Regions from separate parts of the Mus musculus genome. Here all the other regions are linked to region 1. Evidence: chromatin contacts called from public HiChIP or PLAC-seq, capture Hi-C and promoter capture Hi-C data. All regions are on one chromosome and are shown on one strand. The core of a region is the stretch at or near the end of the contact, and the rest is flanking DNA. Distances in the headings are between cores, read along the strand shown.

The links. Promoter capture Hi-C pulls out the DNA fragments that hold promoters and counts their contacts. HiChIP or PLAC-seq counts read pairs in DNA pulled down with a chosen protein or histone mark. Capture Hi-C pulls out chosen DNA fragments and counts their contacts.
Region 2: a contact with region 1 is called in an H3K27ac HiChIP or PLAC-seq map of epiblast stem cells, with 7 times the contacts expected there. The contact joins the promoter of Olfr94 here to the promoter of Trim39 in region 1. A contact is called at or near these places in 4 of 39 promoter capture datasets (the 3T3-L1 cell line, cranial neural crest, embryonic stem cells and 1 more), 5 of 115 datasets of contacts at active chromatin or transcription factors (astrocytes, embryonic stem cells and epiblast stem cells) and 1 of 9 other capture datasets (embryonic stem cells).
Region 3: a promoter capture Hi-C map of hippocampal neurons shows a contact between it and region 1, with 10 times the contacts expected there. The contact joins the promoter of Olfr90 here to the promoter of Trim39 in region 1. A contact is called at or near these places in 7 of 39 promoter capture datasets (cranial neural crest, embryonic stem cells, hippocampal neurons and 4 more), 4 of 115 datasets of contacts at active chromatin or transcription factors (embryonic stem cells, epiblast stem cells and forebrain) and 1 of 9 other capture datasets (embryonic stem cells).
Region 4: an H3K27ac HiChIP or PLAC-seq map of SST interneurons shows a contact between it and region 1, with 4 times the contacts expected there. The contact joins the enhancer-like site here to the promoter of Trim39 in region 1. A contact is called at or near these places in 9 of 39 promoter capture datasets (the 3T3-L1 cell line, cranial neural crest, embryonic stem cells and 5 more), 1 of 484 Hi-C or Micro-C datasets (cortical neurons), 7 of 115 datasets of contacts at active chromatin or transcription factors (SST interneurons, astrocytes, embryonic stem cells and 1 more) and 1 of 9 other capture datasets (embryonic stem cells).
Region 5: a contact with region 1 is called in a promoter capture Hi-C map of the HPC-7 cell line. The contact joins the promoter of Tcf19 here to the promoter of Trim39 in region 1. A contact is called at or near these places in 2 of 39 promoter capture datasets (the HPC-7 cell line and erythroid cells).
Region 6: a contact with region 1 is called in an H3K4me3 HiChIP or PLAC-seq map of embryonic stem cells, with 7 times the contacts expected there. The contact joins the promoter of Zfp57 here to the promoter of Trim39 in region 1. A contact is called at or near these places in 7 of 39 promoter capture datasets (cranial neural crest, embryonic stem cells, frontonasal cranial neural crest and 4 more) and 6 of 115 datasets of contacts at active chromatin or transcription factors (bone marrow-derived dendritic cells, embryonic forebrain, embryonic stem cells and 1 more).
Region 7: a capture Hi-C map of embryonic stem cells shows a contact between it and region 1, with 3 times the contacts expected there. The contact joins the promoter of 2410137M14Rik here to the promoter of Trim39 in region 1. A contact is called at or near these places in 5 of 39 promoter capture datasets (frontonasal cranial neural crest, hippocampal neurons, liver and 2 more), 8 of 115 datasets of contacts at active chromatin or transcription factors (astrocytes, bone marrow-derived dendritic cells, embryonic stem cells and 1 more) and 3 of 9 other capture datasets (adipose tissue, embryonic stem cells and liver).

The regions. Positions count from the first base shown.
Region 1 is chr17:36,269,851-36,273,025 of GRCm38.p6, reverse strand. It overlaps Trim39 (tripartite motif-containing 39), which reads left to right and starts at 1,593. Exons shown (of 7, transcript NM_178281.1): 1 at 1,593-1,689.
Region 2 is chr17:37,196,281-37,199,455 of GRCm38.p6, reverse strand. It overlaps Olfr94 (olfactory receptor 94), which reads left to right and starts at 1,490. Exons shown (of 1, transcript NM_001011518.1): 1 at 1,490-2,650. The coding sequence starts at 1,490. The coding sequence ends at 2,650.
Region 3 is chr17:37,084,531-37,087,705 of GRCm38.p6, reverse strand. It overlaps Olfr90 (olfactory receptor 90), which reads left to right and starts at 1,470. Exons shown (of 1, transcript NM_146477.2): 1 at 1,470-2,515. The coding sequence starts at 1,543. The coding sequence ends at 2,475.
Region 4 is chr17:37,060,773-37,063,947 of GRCm38.p6, reverse strand. It overlaps Gabbr1 (gamma-aminobutyric acid (GABA) B receptor, 1), which reads right to left. Exons shown (of 23, transcript NM_019439.3): 12 at 1,172-1,414; 13 at 555-618. Among named protein-coding and RNA genes, the nearest start is that of Gabbr1, 16 kb to the right of the region's middle. Within about 2 kb of position 1,472, at least 50 of the 459 cell types and tissues checked have an H3K27ac peak or open chromatin away from gene starts, as enhancers often do. A contact at or near this core is called in SST interneurons, cortical neurons and forebrain, where this site is marked.
Region 5 is chr17:35,515,323-35,518,497 of GRCm38.p6, reverse strand. Tcf19 (transcription factor 19) reads left to right here and starts at 1,674. Exons shown (of 4, transcript NM_001163764.1): 1 at 1,674-1,739; 2 at 2,068-2,620. The coding sequence starts at 2,383. It overlaps Cchcr1 (coiled-coil alpha-helical rod protein 1), which reads right to left and starts at 1,245. Exons shown (of 18, transcript NM_001372297.1): 1 at 559-1,245; 2 at 215-281; 3 at 1-119. The coding sequence starts at 756.
Region 6 is chr17:37,001,068-37,004,242 of GRCm38.p6, reverse strand. It overlaps Zfp57 (zinc finger protein 57), which reads right to left and starts at 1,718. Exons shown (of 5, transcript NM_001013745.2): 1 at 1,466-1,718; 2 at 928-957.
Region 7 is chr17:36,979,724-36,982,898 of GRCm38.p6, reverse strand. 2410137M14Rik (RIKEN cDNA 2410137M14 gene) reads left to right here and starts at 1,662. Exons shown (of 4, transcript NM_029747.3): 1 at 1,662-1,759. The coding sequence starts at 1,757. It also overlaps the pseudogene H2-M4-ps.

The sequences.
Region 1 (3,175 bases), core at 344-2,843:
CCCACCTTTCTCCGTCTCTACTACCCTCTCAAATCCCCTCCCCATTCCCTGAATAAACTCTATTCTATACTATGCCATCGTCATCGTGTGGCTGGTCCCTCAGGGGGGAGGGATGCGGCAGCATGGGCCTGCAGAGGCACCCCTCCTCCCACACCTGACTACACCTCCACCAAACACACTCCTTCTCTCCTTATCTTTTTATAAAACACAACAAGGAGGCCAATGTGCAAGTCTGGAGTCTATCCATAAGCTCCATCTGCTCTCCCAGAGAAACTTAAGCAAGGTCTTCAAAGAGAAAGAAGCAGGCTTTGGTTCCCACCCAGTGTTTCCTGAGCACAGGATTTGGTCCTCCTGGCATCCTAGATGCAGGGGCAGCAAAGCACCGAACTAGACCGGTTTTCTACACTCCAGCTCCAGCCAGGGAAAGCGTTTCGCTAATGTCAGCTGTGGTGGCTACTCCTGGTGGTCAACTTGACTATCTGGAAGGAATTACAACCCAGAATTGGAGGGCTCACCTGTGATCCAGATCTTGAGGCTGGAAGACACAAGTTTCTGACCTGGATCTTGACATGGAGATCTTGAGGTACAGTGGCCATTAAGTTTAGGACCAGGCAAGGCAGTACACGACTTCAATCCCAGACTGGGGCAAGGAGTTCTCTGAGTTCAAAGTCAGCCCGGGAGAAAGCAAGTCCCAAATCCAAACAAGGTGGTGCACACCTTAATCTGGGCCACGCCTTCTGCTGGAAGTCTACATAAGGACATAGGAAGAAGGAAGATTCTCTTCTTCACGGGCTTGCACTTACTTGCCAGCACATCTGTCGGAACCTACTTCTACAGAAGACCAGCTGAAAGAACTAGCCACGTGGGACTGCGCAACTACTAGATTCTTGGACTTCCCATCCACAGCTGCCCATTGTTGGGTTAGCCTGTAAGTCATCACGATTAATTATAGAGAGAGAAACATTCACTAGGTTCTGTAGCTCTAGAGAACCCCTGGCTAATACATCACCCAACCGGAGGAGGGGAAAAGACGCACCTCGGTCTGCAGCCAAGATAACTCACCTACTACAGCTTGCCGGTTAAATTGCCAAACCTCAGCCAGTCGGAAGTGACGTGCCAGCATAGACTCTCAGGTCGGCCACGTAATACACCGCCGCCTTAAACAGCAACCCTCCCCCAGAATTGACCCGGAGACCGGGAAAGTGTGGCCCAACGCCCACAACCCGTAGCCGCCCAGGCCTCTGCGGTTCCCAGCCCCACCGAGGACCAGCTTGAGCCTCTGCGGGCTCGCTGACCGCGCAGCTCTGCCAGCCCAGCCACGGCGCGCTGCCCGCCATGGGGTTCGGCGTCTCGCCACGCGCATGCGCGGCCCTCAGTCTCCGGGGGACCGCTCTGGTCACCTGGGCGCCAGCACCTCAGCCACGGGAAGCGGCGGGTTCCCTCTCGCCCGGTAAACTAGCCGCGCAGGCCCTCGCCTCCGGCTCTCCGCCCGCCACCCGCCGCGGGCCCGACTAGGCCCTGGCACGGCGGCTCGGCGCCGCGCAGCTGTCTTCCATCGCCGCAGCGCGGCTTCCGCTTCCGGCGAGTATTGTGTGTCGCGCCGCGGGGCGGGGGTGAGGGGAGGAGGAAGGAGGGAGGCAGTGCTCCGGCGGCTCCGCGCCCGGCACTCCGGGACCCGGAGCCGGGAAGGTAGGTGCTGCGCCGCCGCCACAAGGGTCCCGCAGCCGGCTCCAGCGAGCGGGCTCCTCTCGCCGCGGCCCTACGCCCGGCGAGTACGTCAGCCGGCCGGCGCGCAACCACAGCTGCCTCCGCCCGCCTCGGGCCCGGAGGACGTTTGCCGCCCCGGCGACGTCAGCGCGTCCGGCGTTGCTTGGCTACCCCGCCGTTCCCCTGTCCCGCTGCCTTTGGTCTCCCCGGGTGAAACTGACGCAGTCATCGCGGGTCTGGGCTGCGACATGGCAGCGGGCATCCCACCTTCACGTCACACCTCTCCCTCACTTAGACACGCATCCGTTCCTCCCTGCCAAGCACGACGTATGCTCCCTCACTCTGGTCCTCATGCTCCCGATATGGCTGGAGAAGATGGAGAACGGGTGGGACAGAGTTGTGGCCAGTGCTTGAAAGAGGCTCCTGAGGTGGTACCCAATAGTGATTAAAGGCAAAACGTGGACGTCTCTGACGCGATTACTTACACTGAGATCGAGTAATGGAGAGTGGGAGGAAGGATCAAGCCAGAGGAGCACAAGGCCATATTATGGCTGCCCTCTACACCACCACCACACCACCCCCAGCTCCAAATCCTCTCCGTTCTTCACTATCCTTGAGCCCGTTTCTCTCTCATACCATCTATTTGCTAATTAGATACATGCAGGTCTCTCAAGTGTGAATATGGTTCAGTTTTAGGTGAGGATGCCACTTATCTGTAGGATTGAGGAGGAGGAGGCTAAGTCACTAGTCAAAACTGGATTCTAATGGGCAGAGAAGAAAGAAATCATCCAACTGTACTTATCTGGATCAATTCTTTTCTCCATTAAAAGAGGATAAGTTACCAACTCCTACTTAAAATCCTTCCATTTGTACCACCAGTATACAGAAATAATCATTGTTGCCCCAATTCATTACATGGGCACTTTTCTGTCGATGGGTAGACCTATCAAATTTCCTTCCTTTTTGGGGGGCCCCTTTTGGGACAGAAGGAAAGTAGGGGGTTATGGGACCAGATAAATTAGCTTACTTATGTATTGACATCTTAAGAATGGAGAGCTTTGGTTGTCTCTTTCCATACACTTATTCATTTATTGAGACCAATAACTATTTATTGGTTATATTTAATTTAGGCTGGCCTCGAGTTCCTGAGGCTCCTGCCTTTGCCTCCTCGGTACATGCGCTACCTACCTAGTATTAACCATACCTGGCTAATTTCCTTCCTAATCACTGACTATCTAAGGAGTTAGTTATCAGTAGTGACGTTGAAAGACTGCAGTCACCACTGAATGTTTAGAATGTACTTGCCAGCTCTCTCTCCAAGAAGCTGCTGCCCTCAATGCACTCAATGGTGCTTCCTTAGAGCTGATATGTATTTGTTGCTTTGCAGCCATCCCAGCTGCACACAAATAGAAATGCGGTGAGTGACAGGAGCATCTTCAAGAAGAGAGCGTTCTTCCTTTGGGCTAGT
Region 2 (3,175 bases), core at 241-2,740, 930 kb before region 1:
GGGGTGCGTGCCACATCATACGTGTGAAGGTCAGAGGACAACTTGAAGGAGTCAGTTCTCTTCCACTATATGGATCCCAGAGTTGAAACTCAGGCCATCAGGCAGCAAGGGCCTCTACTTGGTAAGACATCTTGCCAGGCCAGAGGGCTGTGGTTCTTTTTAAATTAAAAGCACTAAGTGTGTTCACAAGTTATATATGTGATATCTGTCATAAAGCATGCATAGAAAGACTCTTGTGCAAGTTTTATCTATTCTATCAACCATGATAATTTCTGTATCCCCCAGATTGTTGAATTCAGTATCAATACCTAGAGCCTTGAAATCGAGGTCCTTTTTGTTTCTTGCATTTCTTTTAAATTTGTTTGAGAAACAGTTGACAGGAAAGCCCATGATAGACCCAAGAAGTCAAATTCCACCACCATTTACACATGACAAACTTGAAGGAGAATGATATGAAATGATTTCTACATCTCAAATAACCAACCAGACACTGTTGTTTTAGCTGAGTACAGTTTGAGGCCTGAGGGCTCCTCATTTCTGGTCTGATAGGAAGTATTCCAGTATAACATGTTAAAAACAAACTCACAGAGTAGGAGCATAGCTCAGTCTGAGCATGCTTAGCATGTGCAAGGTCCCAGATTCAATCCCCAGCCCAAGGGGGGGGGGGGCGAGGCACAATAAACTTTAAACGGGTTTATTTGAGCAAATAGCTATTTCTGAATCAGGCAAAAGTGGTTCAGTGGGCCACAGCCGGGAAACATAGGGAACATTTTGATAGGATGAACACAGAAGTAAAACAAAGAAACATTTGGGTGGATGCTGGACACTGTAGCTCATGATTATAATCCTAGCTCTCTGGAGGTTGACACAAGAGGATCAGGAGTTCAAAGGCCATCCTCTGCCTCTCAAGTAGAACTGAAGGCCAACCTGGGCTTCATGAGGCCCTACTGGAAAGAAGGGAGGGCGGGAGAGAGAGAAGCAGGCAGGGAGAGAAGGAAAGAAACCTCAAGACAGGCAGAGACAACGGAGGCAGAGAGGAAGGAAAGGAGACTAAGGACAAAAATATTTGATTGGCTACAGTTACCATATTTGGTGTAGTCCAGTGGAAACTATAGCTAGATATTTCTTGGCTCCTCCTATCAGAGCGCACTTGGCTTTAACTGTTGCATAAACAGAAAAGTGGATGATACTGCTCCATCTAGTCTCACTCAGGCTTAACTCTTAGACAACGCCCACTTTTAAGGAAAACTGGGGGCGGGGTGCTCAGAGTGGAGTATGCCCTTCTTATACAAAGTATCTTTATAGCTGCCCTTAGGAGGAATGCTGAATTTCTTCCTTAATCCCTGGAAGGGCAACCAGAACCAGGAACACAGACCTGGTTAGCTAGCGATAGACTTAGGACAATTTGATCTTGTAAGTTGTGTCTAATTGGCTCACCTGTTAAGCACAGTTTCTATCCCCCTTGAAGGACTTGTAAAGGAATACTGGGATGTGGCTATGTAACAAAACCAAAACTTGGGCATGTGCCGAGTTTATCCCATATTGGAGGTTCTTGTTTGTTGTGGTTAGCGGTAAGACAGGGTTTTACTATGTAGCTCTGGCTGGCCTCGAACTCACAGAAATTTCTGGCCTTTGCCTCCCAGCGCAAGGCCCGCAACACTGTCTAGCATTAAATATTTTTGTCTCGCCTTCCGAACCTTCTTGGAGTTTTCCCCCTCAGGCTAACCACAGCTCAGCGGAGCGCTTCCTACTGCTGGGTTTCAGCGACTGGCCCTCTCTGCAGCCTGTCCTCTTCGCACTGGTCCTTCTCTGCTACCTACTAACGCTCACCGGCAACGCGGCGTTGGTGCTGCTGGCCATTCGCGACCCTCGCCTGCACACACCCATGTACTACTTCCTTTGCCACTTGGCTCTGGTGGATGTGGGTTTCACCACTAGTGTGGTGCCACCGCTGCTGGCCAGCCTGCGCGGCTCAATGCTGCAGCTACCGCGCGCTGGGTGCATGGCTCAGCTGTGCTCATCGCTGGCGCTGGGCTCCGCCGAGTGCGTGCTGCTGGCCGTCATGGCGCTGGACCGCGCGGCTGCGGTATGCAACCCTCTGCGCTACACCTCACTGGCCTCGCCGCTACTGTGCCGCACGCTGGCCGGAGTCTCCTGGCTCGGTGGCCTGGCCAACTCCGCGGCGCAGACCGCCCTGCTGGCCGCGCGTCCCCTGTGCGCACCCCGCTGTCTGGACCATTTCATCTGCGAGTTGCCGGCGCTGCTGCAGCTGGCCTGCCGCGGCGGCCGCAGCGCCACCGAGCGCCAGATGTTCGCCGCGCGTGTGGTCATCCTGTTGGTGCCTTCGGCGGTCATCCTGGCCTCCTACATCGCCGTGGGCCGCGCGGTCTGGGGCATGCACTCCAGCTCTGGCTGGCGGAAAGCGGCGAGCACATGTGGCTCTCACTTGACCGCGGTCTGCCTATTTTATGGCTCTGCCACCTACACCTACCTGCAACCCACGCATAGTTACAACCAGGGCCGTGGCAAATTCGTCTCGCTCTTCTACACGGTGGTCACTCCCGCTCTCAATCCTCTCATCTACACACTGAGGAACAAGGAAGTGAAGGGGGCGGCACTGAGGCTCTTGCGGAGTCTGGGGAGGCCATAGGTGGGACAGTGAAAAAACTGAGAAGGGCTCAGAGTCCTGGAAATAGGATGCTCATAATTTTTGTCTGTGCATAAGGATCTGCAAGTTTTGTGCTCCGTGAGTTCTGGGTTAGTAGCGAGATTCTTTTCTCTCACCGGGTAGGGTTTGAATTCTTGCGGGGTGCGGAGAGGGGACTCCTGAAATATATAAACACTCTTAAATGGTGATGTGGTAAATGGCTCTTGGGACTCTCAGTAAGGAGGGAAGCAGGATGCAGGAGGGGGTCAGATGCACTCTGAGGAGACTTTGTACCAGCCCTGAAGAATCCACCTGGAGATAAGATGATGAGCACCCTGGTGCTGACCTTTATTTTTTTCTCCAGGCTTACAAAAGACCTTAAAAAATTCCATGACCTCGCCCATCAGGTGGAGTCTCTCTCGGGTTAACAAAGAAGTTATGGGCCCCACCTTACAGAGATCTCTTCCAGAAACAAGACATGGTTTCCATTCTTGGGGAGCCAGTCCAGCTAATGCAAACCTAGCCAGG
Region 3 (3,175 bases), core at 221-2,720, 810 kb before region 1:
AACAAAGAATAAGATTTCATTTAGTGTGTGTGTGTATGTGTGCGTGTGTGTATTCATGTGTACATGTGTGTGTCAGTGCTTGCAGAGGCCAGAAAAGGATATTGAATTTCCTGAAGCTGGATCCATAGGCTATTGTGAACTGCTTGTGAACTGCTTGTGAACTGCTTGACATGGGTGTTGAGAACTGAACTCTGGCTCGCACCAAGCACTTTTAACTGCTGAGTCCATTTTTGCTCTTGAAATAAGGAATCACTGTGTGGCCCATGCTGTCCTCAAACTCATCACCCTTCTTCCTCCACCTCCTGAGGGCTGCCATGAAAGGCATGAAAGGCTGCCACAATGCCTGACCTAAACAGGGTGAATTTCTAACACCTATACCAGCCATGTGGTTTCATTCCTTCAAGTTCTGAACAGGAGCAGAGCATGGTCAGCCACAGTTCCCCTCTTTCTGCATTTCTCTGAACACCAGGCCCGAGAAATTATCTCTGGAATCTTCATCCTAATATCTGTTGGACAGGTGCCTGAAACATGTTATTTACCCTGATACAGTTTGATCATTGATAAAATTGGGATGATCATTGCAGAGCTATTTGTAGAAACCAGGTGTTCAGATAGATATCTATCACAATTGGCCCAAGGAAAATACTTTGCAGATGTAAAATCTCAATATAAAAAGGAGAAAGTGATTACCAGACCATCATTGACTTCTTCAGATGACCAACCCCTGCCCTGTCTCATAGTACAATGTTTACACCTTAGAGCTTCAGAGGGAAAAAAATGTACAGGCCAATAAATGTCAGAAAGACAGGCAGACAGTGGTGGCACACACCTCTAATCCCAGCACTCAGGACAGAGGCAGGCAGATCTCTGGGTATGAGGTTAATCTGGCCTACAGAGTGAGTTACAGGATAGTCAGGGCTACACAAAGAAAACTTGTCTCAAAAAAAAAAAAGAAAGAAAGAGAGAGAGAGGGGGGAGGGAGGAAGAAAAGACAAGACAAGAAGAAAAGAAAAGAAAAACAGGATGACACAAACTAGGAGAAATTATACCAAATGGAAAAGCTCAAAAGAGAGAAAAGGGCAAAGAAACAGGTATTTGAAACACATAAAGATATTCAGAATGAGGCAGAGAAAAGGAAGGAGTTAATTGCCAAGAGAACAAGCAAATTAGAAACAGAAAGTTAGTAAGAACAGAAGTTGGTGCGTGAATGAGTTGGGTGCCACTACGGTAACACACTGAAAACTGCACAAAGAAAGCAAAGAGTGCTTTGCTGCTATTGACATCAGTCTCCTTTGCCCAGGAACCCAGTGTGAGGAGCCACCTGTTCTCCACCACACTCCTGGTTTCCTCTCAGCTAGTGGACTCTATCTGACCAGGAGGAAGAATGGAAGAAAAGTCCTTAGGTGACGGGCCTGGAGAAGGGAGCCTGAGAAACATCAGTCTACCTTGTGTGTCCTGAGAAGTAGTCAGGGTGAGTTTTCACCAGGTCCTTTGTACCACACTAAGCTGACAGTCTCATCCCTCCAACTAGATACAGAGACCATGGTCAACCAGAGCTCCCCCGTGGGCTTCCTCCTGCTGGGCTTCTCTGAACACCCACAACTGGAAAAGGTTCTCTTCGTCGTTGTCTTGTGCTCCTACCTCCTCACCCTCCTAGGAAACACACTAATCCTCCTGCTGTCCACCCTGGATCCCAGGCTCCACTCTCCAATGTACTTCTTCCTCTCTAACCTCTCCTTCTTGGACCTCTGCTTCACCACAACCTGTGTCCCCCAGATGCTGTTCAACCTCTGGGGCCCCGAAAAGACCATCAGCTTCCTGGGATGCTTTGTCCAGCTCTTCATCTTCTTATCTCTGGGGACGACGGAGTGCATCCTGCTAGCAGTGATGGCCTTTGACCGCTATGTGGCTGTGTGCCAGCCCCTGCACTATGCCACCATCATCCACCCTCGCCTGTGTTGCCAGCTGGCAGCTGTGGCCTGGACGATTGGCCTAGTGGAGTCAGTAGTTCAGACGCCATCCACTCTGCGCCTGCCCTTCTGTCCCCACCATCAGGTTGACGACTTTGTGTGTGAGGTCCCTGCTTTGATTCGACTGTCCTGTGGGGACACCACCTATAATGAGATACAAATGGCTATTGCCAGTGTCTTCATCTTGGTTGTACCTCTGAGCCTCATCCTTGTCTCTTATGGTGCCATTGCCAGGGCAGTGCTGAGGATAAGCTCTGCAAAGGGGCGCAGGAAAGCTTTTGGGACCTGCTCTTCCCACCTCATTGTGGTCACTCTCTTCTACAGCTCAGTCATCGCTGTTTATCTGCAGCCCAAGAATCCTTATGCTCGAGAGAGGGGCAAGTTCTTTGGTCTCTTCTATGCTGTGGGAACTCCTTCTCTTAACCCTCTCATATATACCCTAAGGAACAAGGAAGTAAAGAGGGCATTCAGGAGGCTGCTCTGGAAGGAAGTGAAGCCCGGCTGACACACTCTCAGTAAGCTGAATGGGAAATCTGCATGCCTTGTAGGCTTAAGTTTTCCTCCCTAACATCTTCAGACCTATCCTGCCTCTGTAGTAGATGACAGACTGTAAGACACAAAGAAGAGAGGTTCAGTAAAGGAGTATAACTATGCAAAAACCTTACCACATGAATCAAATGTAATCTACCTGTATTTTCATTAATTCATCCTCGTCCTCATACGCTTCATCTCATTGACTTTATCTCTAATTCCTTTCCCTTCCCTGTAAATATAAAGTATCGTATTTATTTTTTAAGGTTTTATTTTATTTTTGTTTTTTTTTTTAAAGATTGATTTTATGCGTACAATGTAGCTGTCTTCAGACATACCACAAGAGGGCATCAGATCCCATTACAGATGGTTGTGAGCCACCCTGTAATTGCTGGGAATTGAACTCACTAGCTCTGGAAGAGCAGCCAGTGCTCTTAACTGCTCAAACACCTCGCTGGCCCAAGGTTTGATTTTTATGTTATGTCTCTGTGTGAGTGTGTGTATATGTGCAGATGTCTGAGGAAGCAAGAAGAGGTCCCCTGAAACTAGAGTCACAGACAGTTGAGTTATCTGACATGGGTGTCTAACTTGAACTCTGATCCTGGAAAGAACACAAATGCTGAGCCATCTCTCTAGCTACTTGTCACATCCATGCTGCTGTGTCTATACCAATA
Region 4 (3,175 bases), core at 223-2,722, 790 kb before region 1:
AAGAAACTTTTCCCAGAGGCTAAGAAATGGGTCTCTTGGCCACACCCACAAGAGGCTAAGTCAGGTGGAACGGAAGGATTAACTCACAGTAGGTCTGCAGACTCCTCAGAACTAAGTTACAGGGAACGCTATCTAGAAAGGCCAGTAGGACTGGAATGCTGTTCTCACATAGCAAGGAACTGAGTGAATTCCTTTTAAAAGAAGCCAGCTTTCCTTGATCTTTTTGGACACACTTTTTGGACAGCTCTTCACCTTTCAACCCAGCCTCAGGCAGGCAACTTCTGGGACTAAAACTAAAGCCACTGGGAAGAAAGAACAGCTGCTTTTTTTTTTTTTTTAACCTGTATGCCCCTTTGAAAGAACAGAATCACTGCAAAGATCCTACCCATGTTCTTTTTATCAGTATTTAAAAGCCTGACGAACACAATGCAATGTAGGCAAAATGTACCTGGCAATCTGTGGAGGCTGATCAATGTTCTTCCAAGAGAGCCCTCAGCCCAGTCCCTGCCCAGCCCTGCCTGCCCCTCCCTGAGCCCCCTCACACCCGGGCTCACCCTGTAGCTGCTCGATAAGCGTCCATGCCATCCGGGAGCCGCTGGCATCAAAGACCACGTGGCCCTGAGGAGAAACATGTGGAGGAAGGCAGAGGGGATAAAAGCAGGAGGAAAAGAGAACATCAGGGACTCCGAAACCTTCTGTTTTTGATGTAATTGAGCTTCTGAATGAAGGCTATTTATGGCATCCGTCCGCTGCATGTAGGACACACCCCAGATGCACATACCCTAGATTCTGGAAACAGTATTCTTTGGAGAAGAAGCTTCCTTCATCTTAAGATCTGAATTAGAGAGTCCCCCCGAGAGAGGATCAGGAGCAATCACCAAACCCTACTGGGCACTAATTTCCTTACTTTAAAAGGAATGAGGAGATGAATTCTCAAGTCGTTCTCTTTTTTTAAACTGTAAACACCTTGACCAGCTTGAAAAGCACTAGAATAGAGCAATTCTTTTCACTGCCATATTTTGTATGGCTTTCTGGTTTGGGGGGGTCCCACCTCCATAGTCTAAGACGGCTTTACTGATTCTGACAGAAAGATAACTGAGAAAATGTATCTAGGGACCTTCCAGGCATCTCCCTTTTCATGGGGTGCACAACAGAAGCTGCTGTAACTCACAGAAACACCCTCAAAGGAGGAGGAGTTCATGGCCCGGTAGATTTGGTCTGTAATGGTCTGGTTGTTGTAGTTAAAGTCCTCCAGGCGCACTCCTGAACGGCCACCTCCTCCAGAGGTCTTGTTCAAGGCCAAAGCCAAGGCCCAGATAGCATCATAGGCCAGTGGTGCCTCCTGGAAGCCTCCAGTCTCCTCAGGGTGTCTTTTCAGCCGCTTGGTTAGTTTCTCCACAAATTCCTGTGATGTCTGGAGGGAAGAACAAGAGGAGAGAGCATTGAAATGTGCGTGGGCGCAGGGGGAGAGGCCTCAGTTCTGGCTCAGACACTGTGACTCGAGCGGATGGTTTGTGTTCGTGTTGTGGGGTAGACCATATGTACAGACAAAATCGTTAGCTATACCCATGTGTCTATCTTGGGTTGGAAGCTACAAGACTAAAAGCGGGGATTAGCTGAGTCCAATGGTCTTAAGAGTGTACAGCTGCTAGCTCAGAACTACAAACAACAGAGAAATCTGATGAATAAACACTCTGGGAAATGAATGGCAAACGAGCGAAGCAAAGACCCAGCCAAGGAAGAGATGGATATTGCAGGCAGCTGGCATTCTCCCAACCCTCAGGCTCTTACAGCAGAGGTGACCCAGGAGCTAACAACTCCTCCAATTTTGAAAGATCCAGAAAAGGCGACACCACAGCCTTTTGCACTCTGCCTGCGAACCAGGAGGATTGTTCTTTAGGGAGCTAACTTCTCGCTAGTCTGATATGACTTCTGTTGGCTGCCTCCTTGGACTGGCGACAGCCACAGGAAGCAGTCTTCACATGGTACAGGTCCAGATTCAGTCCTATTCACACCCCTTTTTGCACTCAACCTTTTTTCTAAGGAACCTAAAAAGAACGGCAATCCCTTTAACTTTCATGGATGAAGAGAACTGGCCGTATAGCTTACAATAGCTCTGCTTGGCTTTCTTACTTATGGGTGAATGAATTCCTGAACCTCTCAGAATTGCCTTCCACATAACAGAGAACATCATACCTTCCCTTCCTGACCAGATAGGAAAACATTTAAATTTGTCTTGGCAGAGCACTTGTATGACACAGAGTCACTGCACAGATAATTGGTCGGGTTTAGAACGTTCACAGGCACACTCTAACAAAGCAGAGATGATACACGAATGAAGAATCTTTGTTCCTGGCCAGTGAGATGATTCAGCATGTAAAAGCACCTACTTACTGCCAAGCCTGAGTTGGATTTCTGGTACACACATAGTGGAGGGAGAGAACCAACACCCAAAGGTTAACTTCTGACCTTCACATATGCACCTTGGTGTGAACACATACATAAAATAAATGGATAAAATGAAATTTTAAAAAATCTTTAAACCTTGTTCCCATGCCCTAAAGACATTTATTTTTCTGTCTAATTTTCTAGAAATAGCTTGGGCCTTGAAACACAAAGGTCTGGGCTCAACTACACTAGAACAGAAAGAAGCTCCATTCCTCTCTTGAGGACTGGTACCTATCGTTGAGCACAGCTCAAAGTGGACATACTATAAATGCCCCTGGAAATCTGTAATTCACATGGCACTGCAAAGGTAGACACACGCCACGTGTACCCCTGGAATGCAAAACTCTAACAGCTGGTCCTAATATAAGCCACAAGCTTTGAGTGACAACAGCTGGTTGATAAAGATCATCAACATTCACAAGTATACTCCTGTGGCGGTGTAACCTGATAATGGAGAAGGTGTGCATGGGGAAGTATGGGAACTCCGGGCCTTCTTTTCAATTTTTCTGTGAACCTAAAACAATAACATCTCCAAGTAAAAAGAAAGTCTGGTTGGATAAGTAGATGAATGGGTTCTAACTCTAATTAAACCACTTACCTACTAAGAAATCTCAAGCAAGTTATTAAATCTCACTAAACTGAGTATTCAGCTTGAAAATGGGAATAATACTGTGTTAAAGTGCTCCAGCAAGGATTAAGTAAGAACACATAAAACACTGCGTATGAA
Region 5 (3,175 bases), core at 425-2,924, 750 kb after region 1:
ATCTTGGCTGGCCGGAGATTGGACCAAGGGAACGTCTGAAGCCCAGGTCGGGGCCATTCTTGGCAGAGTTGGAAGGGGCCGAGCTTGGAAGTGGGAGGGAGGAACCAGCCCAGCAAAACCTGAGGGGGTCACAAGAATAAAGACTGTCAGATTCTGAGAGAGGGGGAGAGGGAAGAGGGAGATGATCCTGGTCTCCTTGACTAGCCTCACTGACCTGACGGTGGCAACATCTTCCTGTTATATGAATCCTGTAGCTCTTGTCTCCAGTCACCTATGTTCCCCTGGACAATAGGAGAAACAAGGATACTTCAATTCAATTTTTCAGGCCACCTTCCAAAGAAAAAGCCCTATAAAAACAAAGTCATAATCCTTAAGTTACTGACAGGTCTATCGGGCTGTACGCTTCTCTTTTCCTACTTCCCTAAGGCACACGGTAACCAAACCACTTGCTTGTCCCAACTACGCTCCTGATAGAATGAACCAGGCAACAACCCTAAGGTAAATTTACTGAGACGAGGCTTCCTTCTACTTACAGGAATGTGGGTGGTGTGCCTTTACCTTCCTCCTTAAGTGTCTACGGTCCCTGCAGCTCAGGACTCTCTGGACACAGTATAAGGAGCCCACTCTCCACAGTCCTTGCCATGGAATGGTAGGGCCGTTGGGAAGCCCATCTAGGCACCATCGAGCCAGGATTTCTGAGTCATTTCCTATTAAAGAGTTAGCCCAAGGCCTGGTCCGGGAAGAATGAGGCCACATGTGGGGTTAAGCGTCTTCCCTAGGATCCCTGAGGAATCGGAGCAGCCGGGAGCCCGTTGCTGGGAAGCCAGCTTCCTGGCAACTCATCTGGGCCTCTCTGTAACGGGCCTCAGTTGCTCTCTATCCCCTCGGCTTCCATTCCCGATGCATCTCTCTTCGGAGTCCTACAGCATCTTCTTTCCCCCACTTCCATCAGAATTCAAGTTTTTGGGTTTTTTTTTTTTTCACTCAACCCCCGCGATTCCTACCCGTTTCTCTTCCTAGACCTAGTATGAGTCTTTTTCGATGGAATTATCTTGGTCGCTCCCTGTCCTGTCTCCCCCACTTCTCTCCCGCACACACCCCGGGCTAATCCCCGTCAGGACCCTGAACTCTGAGGCTGTCTTGACCTCCTCATCTATCCTTTGACCCAGCTCCTGCACCCCTCTTGCCCTGTGGATCCCCTCCGCCCCCCTTGCGCCCCCTCTCAGACTCTTCCCGCCCCCAACTGACTCTCCCCGAACGCCCCTTACCCAGCGCGAGATCCGCCCTCTTGCCACGCCCCTTACACCTAGCACCCAGTCTAGACGCCACACCCAGATCACGCATGCGCGGGGCGGCGGGCTGCTCTACAGCTCCATTTCTCCCTACCGGAAATAGGAAGAAGAAAGGTGCAAGCAGGCACCCTGACGCCCCAAACTTTCTCCGCGCCCTGACGGCCCCTCCTCTCCCCGGGAACCCGGGAAAACGTGCCGGCCAATCAGAAGTGGCGGAGAGCGGGAGATGAGCAACTCCCCCCTGCGCATCGGCCAATAGAGCAAATGGGTGCAACTCAGATGGCCAATCAGAAGCAGCCGGCGGGGGGGCGGGCTCGCGGGCGCGAAGTCGGACCCGGGAATTCCGAAGGAGGAGTCTGCGCAGCGCGCGCGCGCGCCTTCACCCAAGCCCCGCCTTCGGGGCGGCTTCCTTGGCTGTCAAACCTCGGCGGGAGCGCGGGACGCAGGGTACGGAATCCCTTCCTCAGTTTACCCCGCGAGCGAAAAAAAGAAAGGGTGAGATCCACTTTGTTACAGAATTAGGGACCCGTCTGCGCCGCCCTTTGCGGGTGACAGTGGATTCACTTCCCTTAGGGGAACTGATCCGAAGAGCGGGGGTGGGGGGGAAAGATGGAAGGGGTGCGCTACTTGGATTAGAAAGTTTAACCATAAATTCCCTGACTCCAGGTTACACTTAGGGAGAAGACCCGTGTCACACGCACGTTTGTGTACCAGGGCCCCTTCACCCCCTCTGCCTGTTCCCAGTTGCGGTTTAAACTAGCTTTGCCTTGCACAGATTGTCGGAGGCTCCCGGATGTTGAGCCGCCTGAGGATCCGGCTTCACTGAGGTGCCACAAGACGTCTTCCTGGTTTTGCATCGCATCAGGACTTTACTGGAATTGCTTTTTAAACCTCATCTTGACAGCCTCTGTCTTGGTGCATATCCAGGCCTCTGGCGCTCTGAATCTGCACTGCTTAAGTTGGCATTAGGCACAATACTTAGCTGTTGACATCAGAGAGAACTGAATTGAAGCCCACGGTGCATGACCCAGGAGTAGGAGAGGGAATGGACTTCTGAGGTGGGCAAAGTGGTGCAGAGGGGGCACCCCCCATGCTGCCCTGTTTCCAGCTGCTGCGTATAGGGGGCGGCAGGGGCGGTGACCTCTACACCTTCCACCCCCCGTCCAAGTCTGGCTGCACCTATCGATTGGGCTGCAGGGCCGACCTGTGTGATGTGGCCCTGCGGCCCCAGCAGGAGCCCGGCCTCATCTCTGGAGTCCATGCGGAATTGCATGCTGAACTCCAAGGGGACGACTGGAGGGTCAGCCTGGAGGATCACAGCAGCCAAGGTAAGCAATGAGCAGAAGAGCCCCAGACAGGCATGAGTAAGAGGAGCCTCTGGGACCCTGCTACCTGCCTCCCAGAGTCCTAGTCTGGTGAGCAGTCTTGGTTCCGTCTTGTCTGCTCACACTTCTGTCAGCTCCACACAGGACTAAACCTGCTTGTCTGCTTTAGCCTACACCGGACCTAAGAGGGGTGTGCAAGCTGTCATCAAATTCTACATTCTAGTATTAAGCTCAGATTTGACTGTTCCCACGTTTGCTGAAGCACCTTGTTCCTGCTAGGCATTTATGAGTGTTCTAGTGACCTAGGCATTCGGTCCCAACCCAAGACAGTCCACAAAGGCTGGGGTTTACCTCAGTATTCCATCTTCAGGTCTTAGCTTCCTAGACCAAATGCAATGTTTGGAGAAGCCTAACCTGAGGTTGTCGTGGGCATTATTAGTCCCCAACAGGCAACAGTGAGTTTATGGTCTGGGCCCTATTCTGTTAGATGTAGATGGATGCTGCCTGCAAGGGAAATGAGACACAAAGAGGCTAAGAGACAGCAAGAGGCAATCTCAG
Region 6 (3,175 bases), core at 469-2,968, 730 kb before region 1:
GCCTACCGAACAGAACCTTATAGCTTAGTAACAAAGTACACTGACAGTGTGTAGTTTCCTTTCCTGATCTACTAGCTGTCTGGAAAGTGTAGCCTGTGACTACTACCCAGCATAAAGGACTATCAGAGTATCTATCTATCCCTATGCACCACATAGTACTAGTCTAGGGACGAGTTAAATCAAACCCCAAAATAAGCTGTCTGACTATGTAAGGCCATCCCATCATTTTGGATCATTTTAAGTCTTGGCAGCGTGAGTCCAGTATCACATGTACAGCACAGTGATAACAACCCAATATCATTTAAATTCTTTGTTCACTCTGAAATTTTTTTAATTTCTATTTCTCCTCTCTAGATGCAGGGAAGCATAAAGGCACAGAGACTCGTGGCCCTTTCTTTTCCTCTCAATTCTTTTGCTACGTGAAAGTGCCAGCAAGGAACAAGGCATTCAAGGAATCGCTAGCTCTGATCCCCAAAAAAGTTGCCAGGAAAGCTGCATTCTGAGGTTGATTTTCTTCCTTCCTTCTGTCTGTCTCACCTCTCATTATTCTTCCGTTGGAAAAAAAAAAAAAAAAAAAAACATTCCAAACAGTGTCTTCCAGGACCTGTCCATACAGTTCTATGCTAGTGTCTTCCAGGACCTGTCTTTAACCATTCTCAGCAAAGACCCCTTTATCAACAAGTCTTAACAATAGCATAAAGATGCGTGGTGACCTAGACGATTACCTAAACACTAGGAAGGCTGAGACAGGATCTCCGGGAGTTCTAGGACAGCCTGGGCTACAGAAAGCATAAAACATCATCAACAACAGCAGCAGGAGCTGCTGCACATTCACACAAAGCAGGGAGTGGTCTTTAATATAGATACAGGCTGATTAAGGAGACTGACAGGTGTTGGGTACCTCCATCCACCTCCTCACTCATTTACCTCTGATTGTTCTTTCCTGGTGCAGGAGCCCTGAGAAGGCAAGAGACTAAATAAGACTTGGCTGTTGATTGGCCGGAGGTCAGGTCCCGTCCCTCCCGACTCCCACCCCCCTGGCATGGGAGATGGGCCAGGCCTGGCCTCACCCTTCCACTGGGTAAATTTCTGGAGGGACTGTGCAGACGTCTCTCAACCCTGAGTGCACTCCTCCAACTAAAGCCCATTCATTGTTTCACAAATCTGAGGAGTCAGCCCCAATAGCACAAAGGAAGCTAAGACAGGAAGATCAGGCAAACTTGCCACAATACACCCCGTCTGTCCGGCTCTCTAAAATCTGTGGCCCCGCCGCTCTCACGCACAATCTGACAAGAAATGCCCGCCGGCTTTGCCCGGTCAGCCCCGGTCCCAGACTCTAATCCCCCGAGGTTTCAGCCACGTGAGCCTTTCCACCGCGGAGCCAGGCGGCTTCTCCCACCCAGGTGTCGGGCCCTCGTGGCTCCACCGAGGGAGCGGCTCCACCCGGGTCCCCGCACGCTCTCACCGCGCTCGACAGCCCTACTTGAGGCTCGGCAGTCCTGCCGTTCCCAGCGCTCGGCTTCTGAGCCGTAGCCTCGGACCACAGCCACACAAAGGGCTGGGCGCGCGTTCCAGCCTCGACCAGAACGCAGCGGCGTGAAACCCAGGAAGGGGCCCTTGCCAGAAGTCAGGAATCCGCTACTTTGTCCCTCTGCTTCCGTTCTGCTCCGTCCGCAGGTAACACATCTCAAGTGGCTGTCTGCCAAGGTCAGAAATTTAGATCTGAAGAAGCCCAATGCCTGAATGCCACGCCTTCTCGTCCCGCCTACTGTTGGTCTTCACTGGTCTCAGCTGCGCTAGGAAATTCCATTTCCTAAGATAAGTATTTACTCCTGGGGTGGGGAATGGGAGTGGGGGATGGGGGTAGGGGGTGGTGGGAGGGACGGGTGACTCAATTTCCGTAATTCCTTGTACTAGGCAGCTGAAAGTGAGTTCCACGCCTGCCTGGGCTACACAGTAAAACACACACACACACACACACACACACACACACACACACACACACACACACACACACACACACACACACACAAATAAAATAAGGTAAGACTAAAGAAAAACTGGAACACTTCGCAGACAAGTAAAGTGGGCCGTGGAGCAACATCTTAGCTAAAGTAAAATCCAAGAAAGCACAGGAGACTTAGACTATAGTTACAGGATAGCTCAGTAGTTAGAGAGGATTCCAGGACACCTAGCACAGAGAGACCTGTAACCAGGGAACCCCACACTCTTCGTTTGGTACCATCCCATATGTGGCATTCACTCATACAGACTCAGGACAATAAAAATAATGATTAAAAAAAAAAAGATACAGACACTTCACAGGTATCACATCACGGTCAAGTCGTATTAGTGTTTCACATACCAAATTCACTTCAGTCTCTCTCTGTAATCCTTTCTTTTGTTTGTTTGGATTTGTTTTTAATAAGTTCCATTGGAATTATAACACTTAACCCAGGTCTCAGGCAGCCAAAGCACAAACATAGTTGGGGAGGGTGATAGGAAAGTATAGAAGGTACTAGGTTGCTGGGTGGTGGTGGCGCTCGCCTTTAATCCCAGCACTTGGGAGGCAGAGGCAGGCAGATTTCTGAGTTCAAGGCCAGCCTGGTCTACAAAGTGAGTTCCAGGACAGCCAGGGCTATACAGAGAAACCCTGTCTCGAAAAACCAAAAAAAAAAAAAAAAGAAGAAGAAGAAGGATTGAAGCAATCCATATGTAACAGGCCTGTAGTGAGGTAAAAGAACAAACAAACAAACAAAAACCACGCTTTCCGTCAATAATGAACTGTTTCTCACCCTGACTTCAAATTACCTTATTTACAAAACTGAGCAACCATAATTAGCTGATTTAGGTTCTTCAACTTTAAATAAATAAATAATTTATTTATTTATTATTTACTTACTTTCTTAGAGACAGCTCTTCCTAGGAACTCACTATGGAGCCATGCTGACCTTGAATTCAAGACCCCCTCGACTCAGTGATTGAGTGTATACTGGCTTCTGGTCCTTAATTCTTGAGGTGGAAACACCATGTTGGCCAGCAGGTAGCCCCAGCACACAGTCAAACACTATAGGACAAATGAAACCCTTACAAAGGTTGGTTCAACATTTTATGCTGGCCACTAGGCTGTTTCCAGCTGATGTTTGATGTGCTAAGAACCTCTTGAGAAAGCCCA
Region 7 (3,175 bases), core at 413-2,912, 710 kb before region 1:
CTGCAAGATTCTGGGAACTGAACTCAACACATGTTTTACTTTTTAGCCCAAGTAAGATTGATGGATGCACCCTGCTTAACATCTGTTTGAAGTCCTCCCTAATCTGTGAGAGCATACAGAGATCCTGAAACAAAAAGGTTGGGACTTCCTGACACATACAGCTCTCTACCAGGGTGCTGCATAAAGGGTTTACTGTGGTAAAGGACTCTAGGTGCAGGAGGAGGGGCTGTGGGTAAATTATCTGGTCTAGGATCTTGCTTTCAAGCAGTCTAAGGATTGAAGTTTCCTTGTGGCCCCAGGGTTCATTTCTCTAGTTTACACACCGTCAGTTCTCAGGAGCTTCTGCCAGTGTTAGGCAGCTAGACAAGCGTCACCTGGCTTAGGGGTTGTTAAGAATGGGCCCGCTCACACACATCCATTTACCAGTTGAGAAGGGTAGGGGTATCAGGGCTTTTGGGTAACTTGACTTTGGTCAAAAGAATGGAAACTAATCTCCACTTCTGACAAGGGTGGAGACTATGCATTCCGATCTGTCCCAGAGATTAGAATATTGCATACCAATGCCCCCTTCCACCTTCTTTGGGAGCTAATCTAACTAGACTTGTTAATCACCTAGCCAGCAGACAACCCCTCTGGAAAGCTGGTCATTTGAAAACATGCAAAGGAAATGGAAGGAATAATAATACCCCAAATGAAATAATGTACTTACTACGTTCCTGAAGTATCCCCCCAGCCCTCCCCCCAAATCCACTTCCTTGTAGATTAACTGCTGAGTCTGTTTGCTTTCCTGATTTATAACTCAAGGGGTTAATCCTTTCTTTTCTCCTTTCTACAGCTGCTTACCCTCCCCCATTGATGACCCTTAGCCCCTGCTAAGATTATGGTTTGCTAGTGTTGTTGCCTTCCCTCACCCCTCCCCCTCCCCGCCATCCCGAACTAATGAGGTGAACCTGGAGCGTCCTTCTGACTCTGGCTTGTTATTGGCTTTTCTTTCTTTTCTTTTTAATCAAAAACACTCTAAGAATCCACAAATGGGAAACCTCTTTTCCCCAGTAATGTTTGGACACCCACATGTTCACTTCTGTTGTGTGTGGGAATTTTGTAGAACCACTAAGAGTCATGATCTGCCCCCACACACCCACAACGCTATAAAACTTCATAGACAGGGATCTTGCTCTTCAAGTTCTCCAAACACGGAGGATGGGGTCCGTGGTGCTGCACACCCTCTTTCCATTGCTGGCGACCGCCCTGGTCCCAACTCAGGCCAGCGCGGGTGAGTGCAGGGTGGAAAGTGAAGCCACTTCTGTGGGGAGGAGGGAGGAGGCTGGGCAGCAATAGCTCAGGGAACGCTAAGTCTCAGCGGCTGTCTCCCAACTACACACCCTCTGCCAGGCTCTCTTCTCCAATCCGTGTCTGGAGCCCTGTGTGCTAGTTCTCCTCCCAGCAAGTCCGCTTGTCTCCAGGTCCACCTGGGTTGACCCCCGCACCACCCCTAGGCTCACACTCCCTGCGGTATTTCACCACCACCTTGTACGATCCTGGCTAAGGCAAACCTCGGTTCACCGAGGCTACATGGACAACATACAGATCACGAGCTTCAGCAAAGACTTGGAGAGTCAGTGGGTGGAGCCGTGGGTGCCATTTATAGCTCAGGAACCTGAGCATTTGGAGGAGCTGATGCGCCTCGCCAGGAGGATCTTAATACTCGGTCAAATCGAACTGTGGACCCTGTTCGGCTATCATAGCCAGAGAGAGAATGGTGAGTGATCCTATATGGAAGGCTAGTCTATAGTCTCCGCATATTCTTATGAAATATGTACCTTGGGCTGGTGAAATCTGCAAGTTCCTGCAATCCTGGAGAAGCCTGCAGAAATTTACTGTGGTTTCATTTCAGTTTGAAGTAGGCTTTGACCAATCACGAGCAGGCTGTGTGCAATGAATGGGGCTAACCTGGGACATGGTGCTGACCACTTTGGCCTCAACAGAGTCTCACACTGTCCAGTGACTAATCGGCTGTGACATAGGGCCAGACCATCACCTCCTCCGTGGGTATAAGCACATCACTTATGAAGGCCAGGATTACATCTCTCTGACCGAGAGGACCTGCGCTCCTGGGTTGCAGTGGATACCGAGGAGTCTCAGATCACTAGGTGCAAGCAAGAGGCATCTGGTTTTGTTATATCATGCACATCTTTCTTGGAGGGAAGGTGCGTTGAAGTGGCTTCTCAAATACCTGGATAAAGGGGAGGAGATGCTGCAGCATGCAGGTTTCAGGGGTAGCTTCTATTGGCCCTTGAGCAGACTTTATGCCAGGACCAATTCCTAAGCCACCTATTGTGAAATACTGTCCCCCAGGCTCCACACAAGGCTGTTACTGTTTCAAAATCAGAAAAGCTGTGATTACCCTTACTGGGGATTCTAGCCATTCACACCCTCCTATGTTCCCCAATCACAAGGAATCCTACTAGCCACATCTGGACTTCAGAAATATTAGTGTATATGGGAACTAGAAGGTTAATTGATGGTATGGGTGTAGTGGCTGATGCCTTTAATCCCATCATTGAAGAGGCAGAGGCAGGCAGATGAGTGAGTTGGAGGCCAGCTTTGTCTATATAGTGAACTTCTGGATAGCCAGTATGGTAATGGTGTGTGTGTGTGTGTGTGTGTATTAATTGATTGAATTCATTGGTGGCACACTCCAGTGATCTAGCTTTTGTGAGTTGTCATTCATGCTGGAGTGGGCTTTTCAGTGTTGTAGGTGTTTATGAGTATTAAGTAACGCCTCACTCGTGTCTGTAAGTAACCTTCAATGCATTTATGGGATTGCCAAACTGTGTTGGATGGTAAGGATGGGCTTTGATGGGATCATTCATTTGGTCTGTTGTTGGAGTCCTGTCTGGGGTGAATAGATATCTATCATATCTCTCCGGAGAAAGTAATAAAATACTCTACACCCAAGTGGGGACCCAGCAGGACCAAAATGGGCTTGGGAGGATCAGGTTCACGGTTACTGGGATATAAGACATGAAATTGAAGCCAAACCATCCATGGGAGAAATTACTGATGTGTCTCTGCTTTCTCCATGTGGTGTGGAATGGCAGCGGAGGGTTGCAATGCACTTGGTGTGGATGATTGGACTCACATCTGAGACTGCTCCATCTGAAGGTGTATCGAT